Linked DNA regions of Lactuca sativa: region 2 is linked to region 1. The links are chromatin contacts, called in public Hi-C maps. All regions are on one chromosome and are shown on one strand. Each heading gives the region's core, a stretch centred on a gene start, on an enhancer-like site or on the middle of the called end of the contact. The rest is flanking DNA. Distances are from core to core; before and after follow the strand shown.

Region 1 (4,139 bases), core at 961-3,460:
TAAATGAACATATTAAAATATATTGACTTTGTACATGAAAATTGTATTGTCTCATATAAATATCATCTTAAATACATTATTGTTATATGTTTAATATTGTTAGTGCATGTGCATTGTAACTTTTGATGGTAGTGGGGTTGATGTGTTTCTTTGGAAGTATATCTATTGTATTTGTGCGTCGAAACCATCAAAATATATATTTTTCTTACAGAATATACATATTTAAGAGAATAGTTGCATGTATTAGGTATATTACATTACCAAATATTCATTTGCACGTTTTATGAAACATTCAGTTGATATATGATTGGTAGGCATTAAATTTACTTGTATTCTTAAATCAAGTTTTTTTTTATTATTTTTTTTAAACGACAAATCTAACATGCTCCTAAACTACACCTTAAATTCACCTATGTCCACGACGAGAGTTGAACTTTTACCTCAAGAAGGGAAGAAAACACAAGATACCGCTAGTATTTTAAAAGATTTCAAGTTTTGGTATTTTTACTCGAATTACAAGAATGAGTTTGTTTAAAAATACATGCTTAAAACTTTTATTTTAAACAAAAATTTATAATTTAGAAAGCTATTTCAACTAACTTTTAATAATTTTAAGAACTTTTAGTTTTTATATTTTATGTCATCATGTACCTTCAAAATTTTATAATTACATATTTCCAAACATTTCTATATAAATAATATTAAATCACAGTTTTGGTCTTTGTGTCTGCACATATACATATCTGTTAAGGTTATCAACATCGAGATCATATGATTGTTTTTCGTTTTGGGATTGTAAGATCCTACCAAAATCATTTTAAAACTTAAAAAATACATGCTCATCCATCAATTAACCATTCTACTAACAATAAATAGTTTAAAAATTGAAAATACATCAATATACGTAACTGAATAAAAAATTCAAATGAGTTTTTCTAAAGTTCATATTCGGATCACTTAGTCGATACAAGACAAACTATTAAAAACTAAAGAAAATGGTAACAATATTACGATCCCATCATACAATCCTATTATGATCCTACATAAACACATTCAAAGTAAGATCGAGATTGATTTACCTAAATGACATCATAGGATCGTATAACCTTACGAAGAGGATCACAATTTTAACAATTTAACTATCGGCAAGTTGAGTCAAAGTTTATAAAAATTATTGTGGCTCCTTCCATGGCTTCCAAAAGTTACATGTGTGGTCTCTAAGACTAACTCCATTAATTTTCAACCATTAGATGCATGTATAATGGTCATTATATCCCTTTTTATGTTATATTTTATATTCACATTATTAATAACTTTAGGAATCGTTTTTATAAAATAATAAAACAACACCCAAAGGATTTCAACAATCGACTATTACTACCACCCTTCTATCTTCCATAACTATCTCCTCCAATCTCCATATCCAGTATCAACCGTCTTCTTCATCTTCGTCGATGTCCCAATCAACACCTATGTGCTCTCTTTACCACCTCATCTCCTCCGGTTGTATCTTTATCTCATGTGGCCTTAAGACCGACCAATGATGGTGGTGGTGATTGGTGATAATGATGATTAGGCTTCAACACCGATCGTCGGTGTCCCAATTAACATCATTTTGCTTTCTCTAACCACCTATGGCCTCGTCATGCCTACCCTTCTTCTTTCCTTTCCATTCTGATTTAGGGTTAGGGTTATAGTTAGCTTTGTAGTCGAATATTGTTTTTGTTTTATCTTTCACTTATAGATATAAATTTTTCTTTAGGATTCAATTAAGTTTTGATTTTAGATTAGGCATTTAAATTTGGTTTAGGTTAAGGTCTATGAATATAATGGGGGTAGATAAGGCTTTTTTATTAAACAATTAAAATAAATATAACAAGAAAATGGAAAGATAGAAATTTTCATAAATAACTAAGGGACCAATTGTAAAAGATATCACAACCGATCAACTATAATAAATTTTAAAAATTTAGACTTAAACTTTAAATTGGTATAAACCACAAGAGTAATTTACTCTATAAATAAAAGCTTTTCCACTTAACAATTTTGATTCATCCTTATGCAATACAATAATACAATTACAATTGTCGTTAGTAAAAGATATCTTAGTATGAAAGTAAGAAAGTCCAACGGAGTCCATATAGAATATAGCCGTTACTACGATCCGATGCCACGTCTCTACAACTTTCAAACCCAAAAAGCCCACCGCCTTCCCCTTCACCTTCAACGAACGTTTACCAAATCACTCACTCTCTCTCTCTTTCACACACACACACACACACACACAAGTCCAACACCGCTATAATCAATTTCTTCCAGACGGATTCCTACACTCTGTGTATCGTCTTCATCAGCATCTTTCACAGGCTTCAAATCGACTAAAAGCGTCGAGTTTTGTTCGGCATCTGAAGGATTTTTACAAGTATATCGGGTACTAATTGGAGCACAAGTTTTGAAGATACCCGAACACAATCAGTACGTATCTACGATTTTTCCGTATATTTTGTGTTCGATTGTGATTATTCATCGATATGAATTCGTTTGAAACCCCCAGTTGATGCTGCGTAGAATTTACTTATTTCACTGGTTAAACAGGAAGCTCTTCTCATCATATTTCTACAATTATAACAAATTATTATCGACTTGAAGAACGAAACACGATAAAATATCGTCGAAGATCAATACAATTGTGATTTCTCACTGAATTTGAAAATTGTAGTGGTTGTAACTTGGAATTAGGTGTTAAATAGGATTCTGACAGTTTTTTTTTAATCAATCTTCTTCAGGTGAATACACAATTTTGTGAAGTAACATTATGGCTTCAAGTTCTGAAATAGGGCTTGCAGCTACCATAAACATCCTCACTGCATTTGCATTTTTGGTAGCATTTGCCATACTTCGGATTCAACCTATAAACGATAGAGTGTATTTTCCAAAATGGTATCTAAGGGGATTAAGGAGCAATCCACTTCAATCAGGTGCATTTGTGCAGAAGTTTGTAAACTTAGACTTCAGATCATACTTGAAGTTCCTCAATTGGATGCCTGCTGCATTACGTATGCCTGAGCCTGAGCTTATCGATCATGCCGGATTAGACTCTGTTCTTTACTTGAGAATTTACTTGACAGGGTATTCTTCCACTTCACCTTACTTTGTTTATAACTTTTACCAGATGCAATTAAGAATACTGATTAGTGTTCTTGATTTGTTGTTCATAATTGATATCAGATTGAAGATCTTTGTTCCAATAGCATGCCTTGCTTTCTCAGTTATGGTTCCAGTCAATTTCACCAATCGAACTTTGGAGGAATCTAAATTAACATATAGTGACATAGACAAGCTTTCAATATCCAACATTCCCACTGGATCAAACAGGTAATAATGACAACTTATTATATATTTTAAAAAGATTGAATCCCAATATAATTTTACAATATGTGTTGCAGATTCTTTACACATATAGTCATGGCATATGCCTTTACCTTTTGGACATGTTATATTTTAAAAAGAGAATATGAGATAGTTGCATCAATGAGGTTGCATTTTATCGCATCAGAAAACCGAAGACCCGATCAATTTACAGTAAGATTATTATAAAATCATATATATATATATATATATATATATATATATATATATATATATATATATATATATATATATATATATATATATATATATATATATATATATTTTATTTATTGAATTTGTATTTTAATAAATCAAGATTATTTAACATTTTAATTTTGTAGGTGCTAGTTAGAAATGTCCCTCCTGACCCTGATGAATCGGTCAACGAACTCGTGGAACACTTTTTTCTAGTCAACCATCCTGATCACTATCTATCTCATCAGGTTTTTTTTTTTTTTTTTTTTTAAATTCTTATAAAAAAATATATGTTTTATAAATTTATTCAGGTTTCTTATAAGCAGATTGTCATTTCAGGTTGTTTATGATGCAAACTTGCTCTCTGATTTGGTAAACGAGAAGAAAACAAAGCAAAATTGGCTTGATTACTATCAACTTAAATATAATAGAAATAACCAGTCAAAAAGACCATCAGTAAAGGTATTATCACCATAAATGACCATTTTACCCTTTATGAATTTGTTTTCTTTTCTAAATGGGATTTTCTTATG
Region 2 (4,139 bases), core at 572-3,071, 470 kb before region 1:
ATTGGAGTACATTGTTCCATAAAAGGGCATCAAAGTACATTATCAAAATGGAACCAAAAAAAGGCAACAAAGTACCAACTAAAGTGCATTAACAAGTCTTCACAAACATAAAAAGTACTTAAACATCAATTCCCATCTTTGACCTTGCAAATCCTGGCATTGTGACCCTTTTGCTTACACTTACTACATGTCACAGTTAAAAACTTCCTGCTTAGTGATTGAGTTTCATTATCATTTTGACTTTGACTGTTTGCTTGCCTCTTACGTTGCTGGATTTCAATCCTTTCCTCTGCTGTAATCCTTCTTTTCTTTTTTGGCCTGCCTATAGCTTTGTTGTGTGGTGGAGGCACAAGAGTTGTTGGGCAGTCACTCTTAGGCCACATGGCTCTACCTTTGATAGGCTCCACCTTGAAGGAGTACATCTCTTTCCATGTATCAAGCCAATACACCTTATGCACATAGGTGTATAGTTCTCCCACCTTTTCATTATTGTCTGCCATTTCATTTAGGCTTGCAATTGCATGCTTGCAAGGAATTCCAGTAAGCTCCCACTTTCTACAACTACACTCCCTTTTCTCCATGTCCACTACATGTTGATCATTCCATGAACCTTTAACATGATACTTTTGTCCCCCATTCCATCGTGCATGATACTTACTAGCTAGTGTTGTGTTTGCTTCCAAAATCCTAGTACCAGTTGGAGTTAATGGACCTTGACACTTGTTTAACACCTTCATCACATTGCATACTCTCTTCATAAGGTACTCTCTGATGAACTCCAAACAACTGATAATGGGTTTGTCTCTCCCTTTAACAAGTTTGCTATTGAATACTTCACAAAGTTTATTCAATAACATGTCTGAAATTGCCCTTCCTAATAGTTCATTAACAAAACAACAGTTAGTGTATATCTATACTATAATAAAAAATAAGACAAAAAATTGAGAAAATACCTGAAAAATGACTTCTAGCCCAATGATGTGGAGAGATTTTCAAGAGCCACTGATATGCTTCTATGTCATAATTCCTTAGCTCTACCATTACAACTTCAAACTCTGGTATGGTGGTGGCTGTAGCACACCTCCAAAAATACTCCTTGTACTCTGTAGTCTTAAATAACTTCCTCATGTTCTGGTATATGTGTCTAATACATAACCTGTGTTCTGCATTAGGGAACAATTGTTCTATGGCTGGTAGAAGACCCTGTTTTCACCAAAACAAAATAAGTAATTAGCATTAGTCTGTAATGAAACTAGTATGCAATATTAAATGTAACTATAATACCTTCTGTCTATCACTGATAAAGGTGAAGTTGGAATTTAAATACAAGTCAAGATCTTCTGCAAAACACTAAAGAAACCATTTCCAACTTGAAGTGTTTTCACTTTCAACAACAGCATATGCCAATGGGTAGGTTCCATTGTTGGAATCAACACCAACTGCACTTAGTATTTGACCTGGGAAAGGTCCCTTCATAAAGGCTCCATCTAAGCCTAAAAATTCTCTCAAACCTGCCTTAAATCCTTTCTTCAAAGGACCTAAACACACGTATATCCTTCTGAATTGCCTAGTTGGGGATGAAACCACAGGTTCAGAAACCACATCAAGCTTTACAGTTGTACCTTCATTTGTCTTTTGTAGCTCTAGTACATAGTCTCTCAAAGCTGCATATTACTTTACGTAATCCCCTGCAACACTTTTGGTGGTTAATGCTTTTGCCCTAAATGCTTTCTCTTCTGAAATACTAACTCCATAAGTTGATTGGAGTTGCTCTTGTAGGGCACGAACAGGCAGTCCAGGATTAGCTTCAATCCGATCCATAATACGTTTGGAAAGAAATGTTGTTGTGCAAGATCTGATTTTTCGTGTTTGGAGGCAGATGTGTTTCTGATTATAGGTCTTAATAAACCAATAATCCTGTTCACTTGACCTAGATGTATGAAGTTTCCATGTACATTTAACTTTATCTGAGTTTACATCTTTACCCTTTACCTTTTTCCCAGAGGTAGGTCCACCTACCCCACTTGCATTTAAAACTACAGTTCCATCATAAACAACTGTTAATCTACTCTTGTCGTTTTTTTTGTGAATGAGATATTCCTCCTTGCCTCTAAAGCATGCAGGTCAATTTTATCTTTCAATTCTTTCTTGGATTTATATTTCTGCCCAATATGAAAAGCTACCTTGTGCACCTCACCAGCAGAACATAATGTTTGTTTCCCCAGCTCTTTGATCATTTCTCTTCTTTTCCTGTTGTCCCCTGAGTCATCACTTAGTGAATCCCACTCGTCATTATCAATTACCTCCAAATCCTCTTCTTCATCACTATCTTCATTTCTTTGACCACCCATACTTTGACATCCATTGAACTCTGCTTCTGTATCAATATTTAGATTGAAATCCTCCATGTCAACGTCAACATCTTCAATTATGTTGTCCTCATCAATCATAAAGTCACTATCTTCATCTTCACTGTTTTGATTCTCAAACTCAATGTCATCAGGCTCCTCTTGTCTCCAGTCATCATTGAAAGGAATATTATCTTGGCCTTCAAACCGGCCTTCAAACCCATTAAATGGGATGCTATCTTGGTCTTCAAACCCTTCAAAAGGTTGAAATTTTGTCATTAACTCATCATCTATGTTGATGTTAGTTGAAAATTCATTGACTCCTTGAGGATCATTATCCATGACAACTCTATACCCCTCATCTGCAAATCTTTCTACACCCTCACCATTGGATTTGTTCATGTCAAGTTCTTCATTCACATCAATCTCTTTATTTAACTCTTTTTCTACATTAACTACAACATATTCATCTGTAAATCCTTCTACACCCTTACCTTTATCAACTTCACCACTTGCCATTGTTTTTTCACCACCTTCCCAATCCAAGTTAAGCTTTCTACTACAAGACGATGCCCCTTTACTATGTTTCCAACCTTTAGACCTACTAAATTCAGGTGTTGCTGATTTGTATAAGGTTAATGCTAACCCTAAATCACCCTCACCAACATCAATTTGGATTAGAGTTACCACTTCATGAGCAACTACAGGTGATGAGGGTCTAAGAGGACCATGATTGTCCATGTCTTCTATTATAACCCTTCTTAGACCAGGTGGGGACATAAAATATGTAAGCAAGTTCGTTTGACCATGCTCTGTGTACACTTTAATCATTTTGTTATTATGGGTAACATACTGTGAGAGATTACGCACATCATCATCGTTACCTAATGCTCGGAGTCCAAAGTCAAATCCTTCATTAGGCAAACGGAAATGGTAATACATGATTTTAGTACCATCATACCCTAATTCTCTCATCATCAAGTCTAGTTCATGATCAAAAAATTCATCAATGTCGACAACATCAAAGTACCTTACTTGGCCATTAATATACCTGATATTTGGAAACTTTGTGAAACTCCCTCCGTGATGAAGTTCACTAGAGAATATGTTGAGGTAAACATCTTCAAAACAGAAATAGACGATTGTTAGTTAGAGTTTTTCAAAGTTTGAAGCTTGATCATAAAATACAGAGTTTTCTAAGTTTGAATCTTACCATAAACTTCTTGAACGTTGACAATCTCTCCAACATTTCTAAGTCCCCACATTTTCAAAAGCATGAACACAATCCAATTTTCAGACGATCGTTAGGGTTTTTGCGTTTGAATCCAAAGAGGTATGAGTAGAAGACGAAGGAGTGAGTACAGTCTGCAATCTTATTAATTGAAGTGGCAGCAACGGAGGCTAGGACCTAAAATGACCAAAATGCCCTCACATGGAGGGCACGTGATGGCATTAATGGCTCCAAACAAACGGACAATGACGGAATGGACGAAAAACCCATGAAAACCTTGATTTTGGACCTTTGGTGCAAGCTGGAAACTTTTTGGACCCCATACAAAGGTTTTGGCAAACCACAAGGATGGTTCACGTTTTAAAACTTTAGATTTGGCAAAGATAAACATCAAAAATAACACTCATAAGTACGATCAATTTATCTTTAGAGGCTCTTAAAAAAATTACGACCAACATATAAAGGCTTTAAAGATCAAGTTACATATATATATATATATATATATATATATATATATATATATATATATATATATATATATATATATATATATATATAGG

Evidence for each region. A called contact is a pair of places that touch in the nucleus more often than the background predicts.
Region 2: a contact with region 1 is called in a Hi-C map of seed, with 7 times the contacts expected there. The contact joins the promoter of LOC111912001 here to the promoter of LOC111912020 in region 1. A contact is called at or near these places in 3 of 4 Hi-C or Micro-C datasets (leaf and seed).

What each region holds. Positions count from the first base shown.
Region 1 is chr7:169,802,310-169,806,448 of Lsat_Salinas_v11, reverse strand. It overlaps LOC111912020 (CSC1-like protein At3g21620), which reads left to right and starts at 2,210. Exons shown (of 10, transcript XM_023907779.3): 1 at 2,210-2,475; 2 at 2,787-3,375; 3 at 3,447-3,582; 4 at 3,753-3,854; 5 at 3,946-4,068. The coding sequence starts at 2,816.
Region 2 is chr7:170,270,954-170,275,092 of Lsat_Salinas_v11, reverse strand. LOC111912001 reads right to left here and starts at 1,821. Exons shown (of 5, transcript XM_052765850.1): 1 at 1,676-1,821; 2 at 1,386-1,567; 3 at 1,285-1,340; 4 at 954-1,203; 5 at 126-874. The coding sequence starts at 1,821. The coding sequence ends at 126.